2 separate regions of the Mus musculus genome follow, and region 1 is linked to region 2. The links are chromatin contacts, called in public targeted proximity ligation maps. All regions are on one chromosome and are shown on one strand. The core of a region is the stretch at or near the end of the contact, and the rest is flanking DNA. Distances in the headings are between cores, read along the strand shown. Region 1 has its middle 51 kb from the start of Mir101b. Region 2 has its middle 3.5 kb from the start of Gm9895.

Region 1 (3,659 bases), core at 660-3,159, 120 kb before region 2:
TCCCCCTTATAAAACAAGGACACTGTGGGACTGTTGCTGGTATTTTCCAGGATTTTGGTTTGTATCTTTCTTTTTCCTCACTGTATCGGTTAATTTTAACTGTCAATTTGAGTTGACCATCCAGACCCGGTTAGCCTGCGGGCATATGCAGGGAGGACTAGTTGTTCCTTTACTCGGGAAGACCATTTCCTTTCCCTGTTGTTACTTTGCGTGGGAAGACCATTACCTTTCCCTGCAAAGAGTCCTGAACCGTATGAGAGAGGAGAAAGCTAGCTTCGCAAGCGAAGGGACAATTGGTGTCTCTGTTTGCTCTTGACTGTGAATGTGATTCGGCTAGCTTCTCAGGTCCCTGTCTTGGTTTCCTCAAAATAACGGAGTGTACCTTGTCACTGTAAGCCACACAAACGCTTTCCTGCCCTGTGTGGCTCTGTATCAGGGTATCTTATCTCAGCAACAGAAACAAAACCAGAACACACATCTGCCAGCAATTTCCCAAGGAATCTCTTGCTCTTCCTTTGGTCAGGTCCGTATTGTGGCCTTCCTTTTCTTCTGTTTCCCTTCCCTATAACCGGTGGTTCTCCTGGAAGGTACCAGCCAGAAGCCAAAAGGACTGAGAAGGCCTTAGACTTCACAGAACGCATTCCTGTCCTCTGTGGTACAGGGATAAAACAGAACAGGGGTTAAATTGCACTCTAAGTGTTTGAGCCCCACAGACTCATAAGGATGATAGGGACTGTAGTACCTGCTCCCACAGAGGGTTGCTGGATGGATGGCCTTGCCTGGCTCACAACAGGCACTTGACAAATAACGCTCACCAGGAAGCTATGAGAAGCCTAGAAGAGGCTAGAAAAGTTCTCTTCCAGCGTCCCTTTCCAAACCCTTGTCCCTGACTTATAATCAGAGGGGAAAGAAGAGACAGGTACAGGTGAGCAAAGCGACACTATGATTTCAACCACCTTTACTTCGTTCTGTGGTCCTTGGGATTTAACTTAGGGCTTCATACATGCTAAGTCAGCATTGTGCCTCTGAGCTACATACCTGTGCTCTGCAATATAAGGCTTCGATCTAGCTTAGCTAGCATGTTAAAAGACAGTGTAGAGCTTCCTCACTCACCCATGTAATGCCAGCACTAGAACGCCTGGGACAGTTCAAGGGCAGGCTGAACTATATAGCAAGATCCTCTTAAAAAAAAAATCAAGGACTCAAGAACAGGATAGCTTTTACTGCAGATGCCCGATTTTATAATTTATTACAGAAAAGGTATCTAAGCAATAACAATGCATTTTGGAATGAGGGGGGAAAAAACAAGGAAAATACTCAGGGACAATAACTTCCCCAACGCTGGTCTTCTCAGATTACCTACCCTCTTCTCAAAGGAAGAGGAAGCCTGCTAGTGCCATCTCTCTCTGAGCCCCAGTGTCATTGTATTTCCAGGGTCCCAGAAGCCAACAGAACCTCTTGTTTCTCAGACAATGTACAAACACAACAAACTCCCCAAGCTCAGGGGAGTTCTTTGGAAGAGGGCGTAGGAAGAGCTTTACCTAACAAGATAAGTTTCCAGATATCTTCTATCTGTCCTGCACAAAATACAGAAACAAGAATGCCCAGATAGCCACCCTAGTGATAAGGGGTTGGAAGCTATTGGGAAACGTCTTCAGAGCCAGTAAAACCCTTTGCAGAGGAACTTCCATCAGCATTGTTCATCAAAGGGGGGGAAATATGATTTTACCACAAAAATTCTTCACTTTTTTTTTTGTTGTTGTTGTCGCTGCTCAGCCCTGATTGTATCTGGTTCCGATGTAAGTGAATCTCAGTTTAAGTCATAAAGAGAAAACATTCCAGTTATCAGTGGAGATGTTTCATCTGCCTTCCTGTTAGTGTGAGTCATGGCAGAAAATCCAATGCTTGTGAAAAGAAACCACAATCCACTAATGAACTGTCTAAACCTCCGTGCCCAGCACGATCAGCAACACGTTCTACTATAAACTCTTTTAGCTCCTGCTATGTACCCACACCGCGCCAGGTTTTATGGGTAATTAAAATTAAACACATAAATATGTAAGTACAGGATGTAATGGCTGGCCCTGAAGAGTGTTTACGTGTTATTTTCTTTATAAGGAAATCCGCATTCTTTTTATAAGGCCTCTGATGTTGAGACATTGGGTGGGGGCCGGGGGCGGGGGGGGGGAGCAATCCAAAATAGCTCAGCTTCTAATTTGTCTTTAGAACAGAGATAAATGACATTAGCATTACTATTCGAGTTTCATCAGCAGTAAGCTTCCCTCTTTGCTTGACCACAGGCAGTCTAGCCTCTCAGAGCCTCTCCTTCAAAGCTGTTTCCTGGAGCCTTCAAAAGGCCTATTAATACTCACAAAAGGAGCCAAAGACGTGAGACGCTGAATCCACTTGATCCAGCCTCAAAGGATGCAATGCTCAGAAGAGCCTTTCCACTCCCTGCCCTGCTTGACTAAGCACTAAAAGTACATCCAGGGACCGTGCCACTCTGACCATGATGAATACCCATCCAGCCATCCCATAATAACTTTGAAACACAAGAGCTGCGCTACCTGAACTCACTAATGGTCCAGGACCAAGCCTCCTGTTCTCGGGGCTCCTTGACCACCTGGCAAGCCAGGGCCTGACTGTATCATCAGACTAGCCTGAGCCTAGCCCTGACCCAGCTAAGACATCCTGGAACTATTACCACTAAGTGTTAAAGGATGGACAAATATTACTGTAGGCATGTGAGGGAAGGTATTCCTCCTCTCTCTCTCTCTCTCTCTCTCTCTCTCTCTCTCTCTCTCTCGATTTATTTTAGTTATATGAGTACACACCAGAAGAGGGCATCAGATCCCAGTACAGATGATTGTGAGCCACCATGTGGTTGCTGGGAATTGAACTCAGGACCTCTGGGAGAGCAGTCAGTGCTGCTAACCACTGAGGCATCTCTCCAGCCCAGAAAGAAGGCATCATCAGAGCAGATTAGTAATTAGCTTCCCAATTGAGGGTGAAATATATGATAAGAAGGCTCCTTAATGTGTCTTCACAAGAAAAAAAAATCCATATTATCTGCAAAAATTAATGTATTTTTATTTCTCTTTTTTCTTGTTGATGTTGTTGCTGCTGTTTTAAGACAGGGTTTCTCTGTTTAATAGAGCCCTGTCTGTCCTGGAACTAGCTTTGTAGATCAGGCTGGCCTTAAACTCACAGAGCCTCATCTGCCTCTGCCTCCCCAGCGCTGGGGCTAAAGGCGTGCACCACCATGCCTAGCCATGCCTAGCATAACTTGTCTTGTGTCAAAAAGCTTATAAAAGTTTATGTCAGATTATTCTGTGCCCAGGGCTGGAAGCAAGCAGCAAGAGCAACAGAGTGGAGATAATCTGCTTCAGGAACCGTAAGAGTCTCAGTGTAGCAATTTGGTCACAATTCAGTTCCCAAAGTAATGAGGTCCCCAAAAGGTAGAACATGAGATGTTGACATCTCCTGAGCAGTTTCCTGTGCTAAGCATTGTGCTGTGGAGTTTACATGCCTGTCTCACATGATGTAAACAGCCTTGAACATAGGTACTATCATGACTACCACCTTGGAGACAGGAAATCTGAAACCAAGGAAATGTGCCAAGACCTTTAACCAGCAAAAGGTACGTACCATTTAAGAAT
Region 2 (3,715 bases), core at 490-2,989:
CTACTTTTCTTAGTCTTACAGTCAGCCACTCGTTTAACCTAAGGGGTCTTGGTCCTTTTAAGGATTCTGTTTAGAAACCAGAACACAGCTGATCTCCCTCCCTTCCAGTGCAGAAAACTGGGGCTATGTGGACATGACCATGTAAGGACTCGGGCATTCCTCTAGATTTATTCCACACACACACAGTGGACTTGATGCTTCTGAGCTCAACCCCATGCAGCTTTCCCTAGAGTTTTCCCTAGAGTTGCATGTTAGCTCTTCAGGAATGGGAAGCTCTGCCCCCCATTAACTCAAACACATCTGTATGCAGTCTTCATGCCACTTGGGCTCCTATGCTCATACCAGACACCTCCAAACAGGACACCCCCCTACGAGTCAGTTTGGGTCACACTGGCTTCTGGTTGCCTGTTTTGCTTGGCTCCTATCTAACTGTATACCAGGTTATTCAAGGAAGAAAATGAGAAATTGTATCCGTTCTTTTGTTATTTTATAGTATTTGTTTTAAAAAAATTATCATACAAGGTATTAGTCATCACAGTATTTGTTTGTTTGTTTATTTTTGGGACAAGGTTTCTTTGTGTTGTCTTGGCTGTCCTGGAATTCACTCTGTAGACCAGGATGGCCTTGAACTCACAGAGATCCACTTGCCTCTGCTTCCCAAGGGCTGGGATTAAAGGCATGCACCACCACCACCGAGCCCTTAAAGCATTTAATTTAATAGATTCTCCTTTCCCTCCCCTCCCCTCCCCTCCCCTCCCCTCCCCTCCCCTCCCCTCCCTTCTCCCTCTCCCTCTCCTCCCCTTTCCACCCCTCCCCTCCCTGCTCTCCTCTCTTCTTTCCCAGGAACTCTATGCTATGGTGTGACCTAAACTGTGTGATTCCCTTGAATTACGCCCTCTTGTGCAAGGAGTCTGTGCTGTAGACTCCTTGCTTCCTCCTTCGAGTCCCAATTCTCTCTGCTTTGGGCTTGGAGCCTTGGGAAGACAGCAAGCACCTCAGGATGGTTCCTCCTTCAGGGCCCCTGGCTGAAGGTCTGCTGGCAGAAGAAACCAGTTCAGCCGGGGCCATGGTCTTGCCTGATAGTTGGCTGTTGGTTCAGGCCAGCCCTATCAGTCACTTGCACGCCGATGCCCTTTGGGGGAAGGGGAAGAGGCGTTGGCTACGGAGCCCCAGCCTTTAACTGTGGGCTGACTTCCCACGTCTCAAAAGACTGCCAAGACAGCCCTTCAGACAGCTTTGTGAGGGAAATGGTTTTAAAAGGTTAGTCCAATTAAACACCCATAAAGGAAACAGTAGATGACTAACAGAAATTACAGGCTAGCTACACTCTTACTGAAATGGCAGACTCATTTGTGTCTTTGAGTAATTTCATAACACACAGTGCTTGCTCATAGAGAATGAAAACTAGGACCATTAGGAGTGTCCATCCAGTCCTTTCATTACCTCCCAGGCCTTGTCAGGTTGCGTTCCCTGGCTTCTCTCATTCAAAGCACGCCATCAGAAACCAAATTACTCATACAAGTGAGAGTTACAGACAAAGTAAATACGTAAAAATATAATCCAATTGAGCTGCCTTTGAGGCTTGAATTTCCAGCAAAACATTTCCTGGGACGGCATTTACGTCGACTCAGCGCCACCTGCCGGTAGGTGGAATCTTAGCAACTGAATGTTCATTGGCCAGGCACGGCCACGTGGGTAGAGTGGGGGCGGGGCAGCTCATTCCGCCTATTCATTCTGAAAGCAGTCAGGTGTGTTGGTGAAGTGCCAGGCGCTGTGTCCTCAGTGAAAGGAATATCATCACTGCCCTGTCTAGTGCCGTACTTCTTAAAACTAGGCACAAGCCGGAATCATCCTGAGATGAAGTTCAGACTTTTAGACTCTCCTCTAAAAAGATTGTAGTTAATGGACTAGAATAGGTCCTGAGAACCTGTATTTTTAAACAGAATGGCTGACTCAGCAGTTCTCAACCTGTGGGTTGCGACCCCTTTGGGGATATTTCACAGGGGTTGCCTAAAATCGTCAGAAAACACAGATATTTACATTGCCATTCATAATAGTAGCAAAATTACAGCTATAAAGTAGCACAAAAAATATATATATATGGTCGTAGATCACCACAGCATGAAGAACTATATTAAAGGGTCACAACATTAGGAAGGGTAAAGACGACTCATCTAGGTGATTCTGAGGAACAGGAAATCCATGAGGAAAAAGTAAATATAGAGAAAAGCCGAAAAATCTGTAAAGGCAATGGGGCCTGGGACTCCCCTACTTCTGCAGGTAGCACGAGGAGCCACAGCCAGAGCAGTTGTAGGCAACTGAAGGCTTAGGTTTGATTACTAGTGTAAGATGGGGGTGTGAGTATGATATGAATGTTGTTGCCCTGCTTTTAACTATGGCTGCAGGTGAGCCCTGGGCTCCCATTCATGTCCTGGATTGACTTGGTTTTGAATATAAGAAACAGGTATAGGTCCTATAGGTCCCCTTCTCAGCATCCTTCTATCCCGTGGGTCCTGGGGGTTGAACCCAGGTCATCACTGCTGTCAGCAAGCGTCTTCATGCACCGAGCCGGACCCCTGGCCTTCTAAGTCCTTTTGTTTTGTATTGGTTTTGCTTTGCTGGGAATGAACATGGCTTTCCTGCTGAGCCCCAGACTAGCCCGTTCTTTATATGACATCACACCATGCCCACAGCTGATCTGATCCAGCCCCTGGAATTCCTTTTATATCTGTGTAACTTTCTCCACAGATATATGTCTGTGGGTGCTATTTGGAGTCAAAAACAGACTTTTTCTGGATGTCCACTCTTTGTCCCTAAGGGGCATGGAGAAACTTCTCACTCTGTTCTTCTGCTGTTGATACAAAACACAGTTCTTGCCTCAAATGGGATAGTTTATTCTGGAGCCAAATGTGGGTGACCACAGCCCAGGAACACAGATCCAAGCAGACCAGAAAGATAGATCCCACTGCAAAGGGCCACATGAGATGTATTAATTATGGAACAAAGTCATAAGTCAAGACAGTTACCAAATACACTGGTGGAGACAACAGTTAGGCAGGCTACAGCAAAGCAGGGAACCTTTGTTATAGGTCCCAGATGTGATCTGCTAACATCCTAACTTCTGGGTTGGTGGAAACTGGTGGTCTGTTAAGAATACATCCTGGGTCAGACACAGGGATGGGCAGTGCATGGCTTTCAAAGATATTTTGCTCGGGTCTGTAACAGTCTTTGTGTATGTGAGGATGTGTAGATGGGTGTGCTTGTGTGTGTGTGTGTTTATGTGTGTGTGTGTGTGTGTGTGTGTGTGTGTGTGTGTGTAAGGATGCCCTTATAAGTGCACAAAGGCCAGGCCAGCCGGGAGAGGTCAGGGGACAGGTGACTTCCTCATTTGCTCTCTGCCTTATTCCCTTAAGATAAAGGAACCTGAACCTGGAACTCTGGTTTTCACTAGGCTGGCTGGACAGCAGGCCCCAGGATCAACCAGTCTCCACGCCTCATTCCCCCTTCCTCAGTGCTGGGGTTGCAGGTGCCAGTGGCCATACCTGCTCTTTCAGTGGGTGCTAGGGATCTGAACTCAGGTCCTCTGGTTGTATATCTGCTGTTCTCCCACCCCCAGTCAGGCTCAGAGACATCTCCCCAGTGCCTGGTCCTCAACAGTTTCTCTCTCCAAGATCATTAGTTCTTCTTCAGTTTCAGTATATATGGTATACACAGG

Evidence for each region.
Region 1: a contact with region 2 is called in a targeted proximity ligation map of embryonic stem cells, with 6 read pairs. A contact is called at or near these places in 15 of 484 Hi-C or Micro-C datasets (the AML12 cell line, B cells, CD4 T cells and 8 more) and 13 of 130 datasets of targeted methods (CD8 T cells, the HPC-7 cell line, bone marrow-derived dendritic cells and 8 more).

Annotation. Positions count from the first base shown.
Region 1 is chr19:29,183,986-29,187,644 of GRCm38.p6, reverse strand. No RefSeq gene overlaps it. Among named protein-coding and RNA genes, the nearest start is that of Mir101b, 51 kb to the right of the region's middle.
Region 2 is chr19:29,061,990-29,065,704 of GRCm38.p6, reverse strand. No RefSeq gene overlaps it. Among named protein-coding and RNA genes, the nearest start is that of Gm9895, 3.5 kb to the left of the region's middle.